Linked DNA regions of Rattus norvegicus: region 2 is linked to region 1. The links are chromatin contacts, called in public Hi-C maps. All regions are on one chromosome and are shown on one strand. Each heading gives the region's core, a stretch centred on a gene start, on an enhancer-like site or on the middle of the called end of the contact. The rest is flanking DNA. Distances are from core to core; before and after follow the strand shown. Region 1 overlaps Dennd10 (DENN domain containing 10). Region 2 overlaps Grk5 (G protein-coupled receptor kinase 5).

Evidence for each region. Hi-C and Micro-C count contacts between places; a contact is called where the count stands out from the background.
Region 2: a Hi-C map of psoas muscle shows a contact between it and region 1, with 2.6 times the contacts expected there. The contact joins two enhancer-like sites. A contact is called at or near these places in 8 of 12 Hi-C or Micro-C datasets (the Rat2 cell line, Schwann cells, frontal cortex and 4 more).

What each region holds. Positions count from the first base shown.
Region 1 is chr1:269,951,611-269,957,854 of GRCr8, reverse strand. It overlaps Dennd10 (DENN domain containing 10), which reads right to left. Exons shown (of 9, transcript NM_001398802.1): 7 at 2,068-2,175; 8 at 820-914. Among named protein-coding and RNA genes, the nearest start is that of Dennd10, 18 kb to the right of the region's middle. Within about 2 kb of position 2,279, at least 1 of the 93 cell types and tissues checked has an H3K27ac peak or open chromatin away from gene starts, as enhancers often do.
Region 2 is chr1:270,194,816-270,201,059 of GRCr8, reverse strand. Grk5 (G protein-coupled receptor kinase 5) reads right to left here. Exons shown (of 16, transcript NM_030829.2): 12 at 5,131-5,339; 13 at 2,296-2,433. Among named protein-coding and RNA genes, the nearest start is that of Rnu6-28, 38 kb to the left of the region's middle. Within about 2 kb of position 3,774, at least 19 of the 93 cell types and tissues checked have an H3K27ac peak or open chromatin away from gene starts, as enhancers often do.

The sequences.
Region 1 (6,244 bases), core at 1,030-3,529:
ATGTGTCAGATGGGACCTGGTGAGCAAGTAGAGCCTAGTTTTCATAGATGCTCCCATAGTTGCATAGATGAACATGAGCCTAGGTTCTGAGATGGAGCCCAGACTGGGAGTGTATTCCTCAGTAGAGAGTTAGGAACAGGCAAAAGAACAATGAAGAGACTGGAGTAGCCTCAGGTCAGGAAAGGGGCTTTGGAAAAACTGAGGAAATAAAAGCCATTTGCCCTCCTAAGCTGGTGAGGGCAGAGGACAGGCTGCCAAACGAGTACATCTGGGCTAACCTCCCCAGACGAGTTGGTTCTTAGATTTCAAAAGTGGAGACTTGATTCCCAAGTTACTATTTTGGGCTAGAGATATGGCTCACTGATTAAGAGCACTGACTACTTTCCCAGAGGTCATGAATTCAAATCTCAGCAACCACAAGGTGACACACAACCATCTGTAATGAGATCTGATGCCCTCTTCTGTGCGTCTGAAGACAACTACAGTATATTTATATATAATTAATAAATGTTTAAAAACAAACAAAAAACAAAGTTACTGTCTTACCCTTTGTTCCTCCATGGCAATTCCTGTAGCAGATGAAATGTACTGGTGGCCCTCAAAGACACTCCAGCCCACTCAGTGGTTAAAATTCTCACCCCTGGGGTCGGTTAGCCTCAGTACTAGCCCCTGTAATGACATACCCCAAACCCAACCACCACCATCTTGGCCACTACAAACACTAATGCCAGCTGGCCTGTCAACTGACACTTCCTCTGCAGCGATGCCCTGAGAATCATGAACCTGCTGAAGGGTTTCATAAGGCAGATCAAAGGTTACCTGTATAACCTGGCTGTCTGACTTCTCTGGGTCTTCTGCAGACTGCACAATTAGTTGACCAATCTCTTTATGCAGTTTGCCCATTGTCATGGCCTCTGATCAAAGCAGAAAGAATGTTATATGAAGACTTGGAAATTACACAATAAAAAAACAAAACAAGCCATTCAACTGAAAATCTGAACTTTCCAAAAGGCAAAGGATACCCCCCAAGTTTCCATTTTATTCACAACCCAACTGTAACAGCAGGATAGAAGGTGTGCTCACCAATGCCAAACCAGATTCCCCTTCACATCTGCCTGATAAGCAGTGAAAACTGACCACAAGTGAGCTGGGACTTACAGGAAAAACCTGACTGTCTTGTCCAAGTCTTTACAGCTGAGAACCTAAGTGACACATGCCTTTAATCCTAGCATTCTGAAGGCAGAGGAGGCCTGATCTGTGTTGTAGGTCAGTTTGGTCTACATAATGAATTCTAGTATAGCTAGGACTATGGAAGACAGACTCTGTCACAAAAATCAAGTGCACTTTTCTGGCACGAAGTTGTGAATGAGCTTCCTGCGCAGGCCCTCGGGTGCTGGCAAAGCATATGTTCAGATCCTTGGAAATATGCAAAGGAAACCAACTCAGGTCACATCAATTACAGATGATGCTCCTGCTGTCCGGAAGATAAACACAAAGCTATGTGTCTCACTGCAAGTGACACTATTCAGATGGTGCTCACTGGAATAAGGGTGTTCTGTAGATCACAGCAGAAAGCAGCCAGTGCCACCCTTCCTGGCTCTAGCCATAGTCATTTTTTTTTTTTAATCCCTTTAGTGTTACGAGAGGTAATATTTCCTGTGGTTGGGCTCGACTTTCTACATGTTTGAAATTTTAAAACAAGTGTCAAAGATCAATTCTGGTTTACTCATTTGAAGTTTAGATAAAACCCACACAGCATTAGACTTAAACACAGGGTCCTAACAGTCAGCATTCAGCTACTCCCACATTTGGGAACTGGTAAGAGACCACATAAAAGCTATGAACAGCAGTCCCACCTGGCTTTCTAACACATGCAGGCCTACAGAATTAATCATATTTTCTGGACACTGAGAAATTCCTCCAGCTCCAACAGATGCCAAGTAGGCTCTCAAATACTGACTTTAGGGAGGGAGGCAGCACAAAACACACAGCTGCTTGTCTTGTACCTCATGCCAATACTGGAACAGAGAATAAAACAGAAAAGTCAGAATAAAACAGGAAAGTCACCTTTTGCAAGTGGAGCGATGATGATCTCACTGTCTGCCAGATTCACAAACACGTCGTAGAGGTCTGGTCTGTTGCTCACCTCCAAATCTACAAAGCCAGCAATGTAGCCTGCATTGCAAATTGATCAAATTACTGGAGCAGGAAGAAATCATGTGGTGAAGGTCTCAGAAGGAGACTGCTGTTCACTGACTGCTGTTCTTGGTGGTTTCCTATTACTCAGGATCATTAGTTACATCAGTGGCACTCAGCAGCTGCTATATTTTTGTCAGATGCCTGAAGGAACATACATGGCTCAAAATGTTTTAAAATTTAAGTTCAATCTCAATGAATAGGCTAAAGTAAAGTGTTTACCTTTTGGTCAGTGCTATTTAGGCCAAGAGTGTAAGTAGGTAACTCTTTAAAAAGCCCATCCCCAGCTGGGCAGTGGCGGTGCATACGTTTACTCCCAGCACTCATGAGGGAGAGTTCAAGGCCAGCCTGGTCTACAGAGTAAATTCTAGGATAGGCAATGCCACACAGATAAACTCTGTGGGGGGCAAGGGGGAGGGAGGGAGGAAGGAAGGAAGGAAGGAGAAAGGGAAGGTGGAAAGAAGGGAGGTAGGAAAGAAAGAAGCCTATACCTATGTTCTTGTGTGTGTGTGTGTGTGTGTGTGTGTGTGTGTGTGTGTGTGTGTGTGTCTTTGAGTCTTTTCTCTTTTTCTCTTAATCTTCATGTACAAAACACATTGAAAATATCTTTTTACAAAAAAAAATCAAACTCTGGTTTAAAAACAAAAAGAATATCAAAAAGCAACATGGACTCAACCATTGTCTTTGTTTCTGATCTTGTCTGGAGGGAAGCCACAACCTCATGCTTTGGCTGTCAGGACAAGGGTCATCCCCGAGTGCTATCAGATAACTGCTAACGGAGTCAGCAGACTTGGCTGTTTAGGGAAACAGTTCCCACACACTGGTTATTTCAGAGAGCAAGTTAATTATAAAAACATTAAGCTTTTATTGTTTTACAGTGCTGGTTACTAAGCTGGGGCCCTCATACATGCTAGGCAAAGTGCTTGAATCTCAGCCATACCCTTAGCACTGTTTTATTTTATTCCTGGGGACTAATTTACCACTGCTAACATTTTATGTTCTCAAGTAAAGAAAGCAAAAATGTTAGCAACAAAAGCAAAACCTGCTACTGAAAGCCAGACCCCAATAAACCACATGACAAATATGAAGCCTAATGGGATAGGCACTGATGACTGAAAATGAAATTATTCAATAAATGCCCTGGATCCAAGTGATTATTCATATAAAAATGAGAACAGGGACAAGATTATATTTAAATGGTGCAGTATATTCAGTTCTCAGCACGAAAAAGTGAATGGCCAAATAAACAAAAAACAAACAAAACAACAAAGAGACTAAAGGACTGAAAAAACACATCCATCCCCCCACCCCCTCTCTCTCTCCTCTCTCAAAAACAAAAACCAAAACACTAAAGGCTAGAGAGATGGTTCGGCAGTTAGAGCACTGGAATTAGATTCCCAGAATCCACATGGTGGCTTAAAACCATCTGTAACTCCAATTCCAATAAGCACACAAGTGGTTCACAGACATACATATAGGCAAAACACTCATATTTTAAATAATAAATCTTTAAAAAAGGAAATTAGGTTCCAAAATCAAGATACTATATATAAAAATAATCCCAGGCATATTAAAGAACTAGATGGAAAAGAAAAAAAACCATTAAGAATGCATAGGTGGGACTGGAGAGATGGCTCAGTGGTTAAGAGCACTGACTGCTCTTCCAGAGGTCCTGAGTTCAATTCCCAGCAATCACATGGTGGCTCACAGCCATCTGTAATGAGATCTGATGCCCTCTTCTGGTGCATCTGATGATAGCTACAATGTACTCAAATACATAAAGCAAATAAATAAATCTTAAAATAAAAAGAATGCATAGGTGACTCTCTGTTCTATACATGGGAAAAGTTTTTTCTGAAACAAAATATAAGATACTAAAACCAAAGACTTCTAATAAATTCCCATGAATTAGATTAAGAATTTGTGGAGCCAGAGATGTGCCTCAGTAGATAAAGGTGCTTGTTGCCAAGCCTAATGACCTAAGTTTGATCTCCAGACATATACAGTGAAAGAAGAAAATCAACTGATACAAGTTGTCCTCTGACCTCCAGCCCTGTGACAAGGCAAGCATGCAACTGAACCACCACCAACAACTGTGCACGCACGTGCCCACATGTGCACACACATACACACACACAAACACAAATGTGTATACTATAAGAAAGCCCCCTCCCCAACCCCCACTATAGAGAAAACATATACAAAACACATGTAGACATGTTTATGCTCACCAGGAATCAGAAAAACTCAAGTTATAACTTTAACAAATGCTCTTGTAAACTCTAAGCTAACAAACATTTCAATCTATCAGCAGCAAGAACAGTTAACAAAGAGAAGTAACAGACTCTCCCCTGTGCTGCTACAGAGAAGGCAAACTGGAATAATCTTTGAGGGGCACACTTGGCATTAGCCAGTGACTTGAGTTAAACCAGAAAATCCAGTACACAGTTTTTAATGAAAAGTCTTACATATGCATACTGAGAGATATATATGGATATTTGAAGCACCATTGCTTTAAAAATAGTTAACTATGGCCAGGTGGTGACACACCCTTTAATCCCAGCACTTGGGAGGCAGAGGCAGGTGGATCTCTGAGTTCAAAGCCACCCTAGTCTACAGAACAAGTTCCAGGACAGCCTGGGCTACACAGAAACACCTTGTCTCCAAAAACAAAGACAGAAAAAAAACCCTATGGGCTAGAGAGATCGCTCAATTAGTAAAGGTGACTGCCACCAAAGCCTGATGACCTGAGTTCAATCCATGGGAGCCCCATGGTTGAAGAAAAGAACCAATAAAGACACCCACAAGTTGTCCTTGATTCCATGCATATGGAATGGCACACATATACCTACACATATATATACACATATATACCTACACATATATATATACACACACACCTACACATATATACACACACATACACCTAAACATATATACACACATACACCTATACACACATATATACACACACATTCACCTACACATATATATACACATATACACCTACACATATATATATATATATACACACACACCTACACATATATATACACACACTTACATATATATATACACACACACCTACACATATATACACACACATACACCTAAACATATATACACACATATACCTATACACACATATATACACACACATTCACCTACACATATATATACACACACACCTACACACACATATATATACATATACACACATACCTACACATATATACACATACACACTTACATATACACACACACCTACACATATATACACACACATACACCTACACATAGATACACACATATACCTACACATATATAGATGCACACATCTACACATATATACACACAAAATAAATAAAAATAGTAAGTTTTAAAAAGTGATGAGAATGTCATTCTGTGCACTCCAACACAAATGGAGAATGAACACAACTATAGACATCCACATAAACACGGATGAATCTCACAAAAATATTAAATGCTAGACAGAAAAGTACCAGGCCATACAAGACTTCATCTTTTTTTTTTTTTTTTTTTCCGGAGCTGGGGACCGAACCGAGGGCCTTGGGCTTGCTAGGCAAGCGCTCTACCCCTGAGCTAAATCCCCAACCAAGACTTCATCTTCTGCATCTATGCCCTGAGCATGGAGATGCATGTTTATATGGGAGTATGCATATGCCACGGCACACATGTAGAGGTCAAAGACAATCTCTGGGAGTCGGTTCTTTCCTTCTGCCATGTGGTATTCAGAAATCAAACTCAAGCCATCACGCTTGGGGGTTAGTGCTTTTACCAGCTGATCATCTCATTGGCCCTAAAAGAATATTTAATGGCATAAAAATGCAGGGTGTAATAGCTTAAATTAAAAAAGAAGTCTGTTGGGGCTGGAGAGATGGCTCAGCGGTTGAGAGCACTGACTGTTCTTCCCGAGGTCCTGAGTTCAAATCCCAGCAACCACATGGTGGCTTACAACCATCTATAATGAGATCTGATGCCCTCTTCTGGTGTGTCTGAAGACAGTTATAGTGTACTTACACATAAA
Region 2 (6,244 bases), core at 2,525-5,024, 240 kb before region 1:
TTCCTGGTTTTCTTTTTAGATACATTTATTTTGGCTTTGAAAAAAGTCAAGTGAAGTGAAAAAGATTAAGCCAGTAATAGTGCCTATGAATTATGAATGTGGCTACTACCTGAAGGTCAGGAGAACTATGAATGGGTGGTTGTGGGCAGAGGATAGACAAGATGGGGGTGGTCATCATCTTCTTCTGGGGCCCACAATTTTCCTTCACCACCTACTCCAATGATATGTTAAGGGCTTTGGCTGTCCAGAGCAAGGGCCATGTGCCATGTGGACCATTTACTATGGGTCAGGGAAAGGGAATATTGACTTCTATACAGTACACTGAGGAGCCCTGAAACCTAGTTGTGGGGGGGGGGTGCTGTCACACCCAGGGTGAACAACTATGCCTGTTTGTTCAGTACCTCAGACTTCTGGCAATAAAACAAGGACAGTCCCAGATGGCTAGCTGCATTGATTATCAGAGATGCTCCCTCCCATGCAACACTCCATATCCTGGGGAACACTTTTTCAGCTCTGTTGCCCCCACTACCTCCCCTCCCCTCTCCTCCCATTCTTTTCCTGTGACTCCTAGTCCCGATTTTATTTAAGGGGTGTTTGCTGACATTTCACTTCTTCAGACTGAGATTTCCATGGAAGAAATAATCCAGTATCCCTTGGAGCCTGGCACAAAGCTTGGAGCATGTGGAGAGGCTTTGAAATATATCCTATGTCATGAGTGATCTCACCCCATCACCATAGCAATAGGTAATCCAAGGACAGGAGGAGGTTGCGAAGCCCCAGCCTACAACTGTTGTGTCCTTGCTGTTACTCTAGACATTGTCTAGGGATGTTAGTGGCTCTACCACAGCTCTCAACAAACTTAAAAATACCTACCAAACAACAAAATTTGAAAAATTCTGGACAAAGCTTGGTCCAAGACCATTTGGGACCTAAGTATAAGATTAGTATTTCTTGGGGTGGGGCAATTTCGGGTGCCATTCTTAGGAACACCATACCCTTCCTTTGAGACAGGGCCTCTTGGTTTGGAGTTCCCAATTCTGCACGACTGGCTGGCCAGTAAGCCCCAGAGAGCCTCATGTGGGTGTTGAGGATTGAACTCAAGTCCTCGTACTAGCAAGGCAAACAAGCGTGTTATTAACAAGACATCTCAGCTGCTCTACCCATTTTTGAGATAGGGTCTCATGTAGTCCAGGCTGACCTTTCAAACAGGCTGTACAGCTAAGGATGATTTTGAATTTCTGATCCTTCTGCTTCCACTTCCTCAGTGCTGGGATCACAAGTGTGATTCCGCCACACCTGGTTAGTATGGTGCTGGTTGGACCTATGATGTGGATGCCACATCTGGCTACAGAGGTCTCCAGTGGGTGACCATGGACACTGTTCAGCATCCAGTAGCTAGTCCTGGCTCCTCGCATCTGCTACTGCCCTCCTCCCTGGATGATCAGGGAACCTTCACTTACAAGAGAATACCAAAGATGCAAAGATTGTTCCTTACTTCCTCACTGCTGTGCAAACAAATGGTTAACAGCTGGTTTTGGGAGAGGGGTCTGAGAAAGCTCTGATTTGTATTATTCACCAGCTGCTAAGGTGTCAACATCCCCATCCTGGTCTACTGCAGGCTCTTGTCCTGAGGTGACTGAGAAGAGGGCTGGGAAGATATTCCTACCACATCCGTCAACTTTCATGAGCTAACACAAGCTAAGTTCCCATCCCCAACGTTTCTATAGCATCCATAGTTCTTGGCTCCATCCCCAAGGCCCCAACAAGGAACCTTAATCTACTGGGACTTTGAAAGTTTACAACCACAAAAAGTCCTTGCTGGGTGGGGCTCCTTTGTGAATGTGAACCTGATGCTATGCAGACCTAGTACAGTATCTTCCAGGAGAATCTTAATTGAACCGGACAGTGGATGTTCAGTTAAACTGGGATGGTCCTCAATACTCATTTTCCATTTTGGTCTCATTTCAACCTTCAATATATCTGGCAGATTCAGAAACAGGAGGTGTCTTGGATTTCATTGGATTTTCTAGGACCTGAAGGTTGTCTAGGCACCTGAACAACCAGTAAGGGGGCTCCAGGGTTCACATGCCATCTGTACATTCTGACATCGAGATCTGTAACATGGCCACAAAGTAGCCAGAGTGTAGGAAGGGGCAGTGAGCGATCTTTGGTACTCTAGGAGGGCAGATGGGTTAGCCGATTTGAAGTGCTGTGTAAGGCACACTCAGGATACAATAGGAAGCATGGCTTGCAGAAATGACTTTAGAGCTCCTGGGAGCAACAGTGGCTACTTACATCTGGAACGAAGGGAGGGTCCAACATCCCAGCCTCCAGGCGTTTAAAGTTCATGTTCCTGAAGAAGGGGTGCCTCTTGACCTCGGCAGCCCCCTCCTCCTGGCAGCCCAGCCTCTGCTTCGAGTCTTTGGTGAGCAGCTGTGACAAGAGAGTCCTGTGAGGCCATACGATGGGCCTTTCCATGTGCCCAGAGGCCAGAAGGACAAAGGGGCATCTGTGACTGTAGCTCTAGCCTCCCCTGGAGTCTGCAGCTCGGGGGGGGGGGGGGAGATATCTCCGCAGTCAGAAGAACTGACGTATCAGCAGAGAAAGCACCAGATCATACCTTTGTCATGCTTTCAGTTGCCTTCTATACCCTATCAGGTTAGTGTCTACATCTGGGCTTCTTTTCTATTTTATTTTGTTTTATAATGTTTACTTCTTATTGTGTGTGGATGTATGTGCCACAGCGTGTGTATGGGGATCAGAGAACAGCTTTGTGGAGACAGTTTTGTCCCTCTACCTGTCAAAGGGGTTCCAGCCTTAAAATCAGGTCACCAGGCTTGCATCAAAAAAAAAAAAATGCTTCACCTGCTGAGCCACCTCTCTGGCTCCAAGTTTCTCTATTCTAGATGTAAGTAACTGGGCTATGCTCTATCCATTCCAAGACACACCAAAGAAGCAAGGCTGTGCAGTGGCTGAGCCTGTCAATGCAGCCCCTAGAGCCCACAGTGCTGGCAGATTGGACATCATCTAGGATAAGAAGATTGAAAAACGGATGAGAGCCGGGGTTGGGTTGCTTCTCAGCTTCTACCAGGAAGGAATGGCAGCTAAACAAGACTTCTGCTTTCCAAAAGAAGTGCTAGAAAATCAGGTTTTTAGTATGAAATCTCTTCATTTGAAAGCTTGGTTGTTAAGTTAACATTTGTCTATATCTAAATTATGCCACCCAGGTAGAACAAACCATCCACCTGTATAGTGTCAAGGATGATATCAGGTGTACATTAGCAAGAGAGAAGGTGTGAGTGAGGTGGGAGAAGGCAGAGTAGGTTCCCTGTATGTGGAGGGAATTACTCCCTCCAGAGTATGATCTGGAATGACTAGGAGATTCAAATGGTAAAGAACTCAAGGGAGTGTGGGGAAGGTACACGGACGGGACTCAGTTTCAGGATTTGACCCAAGGGACAGGGAAGTTGGATGTGTGGACTTCTCTATCTCAAGGGGCATGTCGGACAAGACAGAATGGAGAACACCTTCCCTGCTGTTTGTGCTGCCTCTATGGTCTACAGGTCAGGCATTGCAGTAGCCTGAATAAATAAAGGAATAAGAGCAGAGTAGCCAGACTGAGATTCTGTTGGATTATAAGAGGATAAAGTCCAGACCAGAATCCAAGACCCCAAGAGTAAGGCTTGAGGTTTCTGGTGGCACTTCCATGTAGCAAAGATCATTTGGCACTTTTCAGCCAACACCTTTCCCCCAGTGGCCACAAGGGGGCAGGAGAGGGACAGCTTTGGTCCTCCTTACAGCAAGCGCTCCAGCTTACAAAACCTAGGGTTGAAATGGAGGTTTATGGGGAAATGGAGTGTTGGTGATAGGGGTAGTGGTTAGAAGTAGAGGTCATGCTTGCCTCATTCTCTCAGTATGTTCATGTCCCTGTTGATGTTTCTTGAGATTGGCTTCCTGGAACTCCTAACCCTGACCTAAGACTTGTTATACCACATAGATAGCTGACCGTGACATAACAAGTATTACTGGCCGCCATTTCTCCCCATCCCTAACCTCTGCTGCCTATTCCTTCACTACCTTATCCTGACTGCACTGCTCTGACAGTTTGCTGCAGTGCTTCTTTGAGACTTGTTAGCAGGTTATGGGGTTGGGGTCTATATGTTACATGCGTTTCTTCATCATGTCTTTTACACGTCAGTGGCAAAGGGACACTTCCTGTAGATATGATCAGAGGACAGATCTAGCCCCAAATCCTTACCATAGCTTTATGACACAGAAGTAGCCAAGGCAAGGGCGGTTGCAGAAAAGGGATTACCTGGGAGTGGGGTAGCTAAGCCCCCAGGGTTCCCTGGTCCTCTGAATATAGAAGCTTAGTTACTTCCCTTCAAGTTTCCAGTCCTGATCTCTTCTAAGCTCCATCCTGGGCTACTGGTGTGTGTGCACTTGAACTTTCCCCAGGGCTACTTGAGGACTCAGGAAAGAGGCCCCTTTCAGGCTAGGCTTCTCTGCTGCTCAGGGTACATACAGTGTGGCTCTAGAGGAAGGTACTTTGCCACATAAGCTTGTAAGTATGTGGATCTAGGCAGTCAGGTCCTTTCTGTTCCCATATGGTTGGCACCAGAGGGCATCTTCCTGTGGTGAGTCTTAGGAGACTGAGAGCCAGGCAGGAGCAGGAAGTAGCTGACTTCATACCAAATCCAAGGAAGGGCCTAAGGACCAGAGTTCACCTTGGCTGAGGGGGAGATCTTATAGCCCCCACCACTACTTCCTCTCTCTAGCTGTCCAGTATCCACAACTGGACCCAACACACCCAAGTCATTCTAACCTCTTCACTTGAAGGTCCTGCCCATCCGTAGATGCTGTTATACCACCTTGAGCTGAGACCACCTTTCTGCTGAGGGGACAGGAGGCCAAGTTCCAGGGCAGGAACTTGCTTGGGAACCAACTTTGGCCATTATCTTTATTCTTTGCTGACTTTCAACAAGGCTACATACCTTCATGGGTGCTCACCTAAACCCCCATTCCTTGATTCACGGGGTATCCTGTCCGATATGTCAGCTGTTCTAAGCAGAGGTGGAGCCACCGCTGGGCAGCAGCCTCTGGGCAGCATCTGGCTTACCAGGAGCTTACCATGTTGCAGATGGACTTGGCCTCTTCAGAGAACTTGGGGGAATACACTTCCTCAGTCTCCAGCACCCGGCGATCCACCTCTTCCCGCTTCACCTTCTCCTTGCGGCCTCGGAATGGTGACTGGCCCTCGATCATCTCATAGATGAGGCAGCCCAGGCCCCAGTAGTCAGGGCTCAGGCCATATCGCTGGTTGTTCAGAACTTCTGGGGCTGAGACAGAAGGAGGGGAGAGAGTAATGGACGACTGGCAGCAGAATGCAGCCTAAGCACACAGTCCAATGCTGCTCTTCATCTCAGCAGTGCCCCAGGGCGTAGCACTCTCACAGAAATACTGGAGTTTTAAGCTGAGGCTGCTTCCTTCCAACCTCCAACTGCAACCCAGCAGGTGTGTAAACACCAGTTTGTCCAGAGAAAGCCTTCCCTAATGTGCTTCACTGTGCCCAATTCTGGCAGTAGCTTCAGAACTCTGATTATGGTGGATGGAAATGTCTCCTCAGACAGAACACACAATATAGTTTTCACTGCTTTGTCCCCAGTGACAGGCATGACACATTGCAAACATATTAATTTCAATGAAGAAGAGTGCCCATCTAAAGATTAAATTCAATCTACTTGAATGTTGGGTCATCTTTTGGGGGGCGAGGTGTAAGAGAAGGCTCAGTGGTTAGCAGCATAAACTGACTGCTATTGTACAGGACCTGGGTTTGATTCCCAGCTCCCATGTGGCAGGTGACTCCAGTTTCAGGGGACCCAACACTCTCTTCTGGCCAGTGTGGGCACTAAATACACACAGGGTATACAGACACACATGCAAGCACAACGTCCAAACACATAAAACAAAATCTCTTATTGTATCTTCACTACCACTTTGACAAAATGATTCATAGGTTAACCATAGATATACAAAAGAGACCACTACATCTTGAGGCCATCCAGAATGAAAATCAGAGTCCATATATAGACCAATCATTTAGCACTGTGTCCAAAAGGAGAGCAATGCAAATGTGTAAGCATGTTTCCACATGGGTACATGGGTAGGTGTATCTGTATTTATACGTCTGCCCATCTGTCCTTCCACGATGCATATATCCACCATCCATTTATCCATCCCCCAT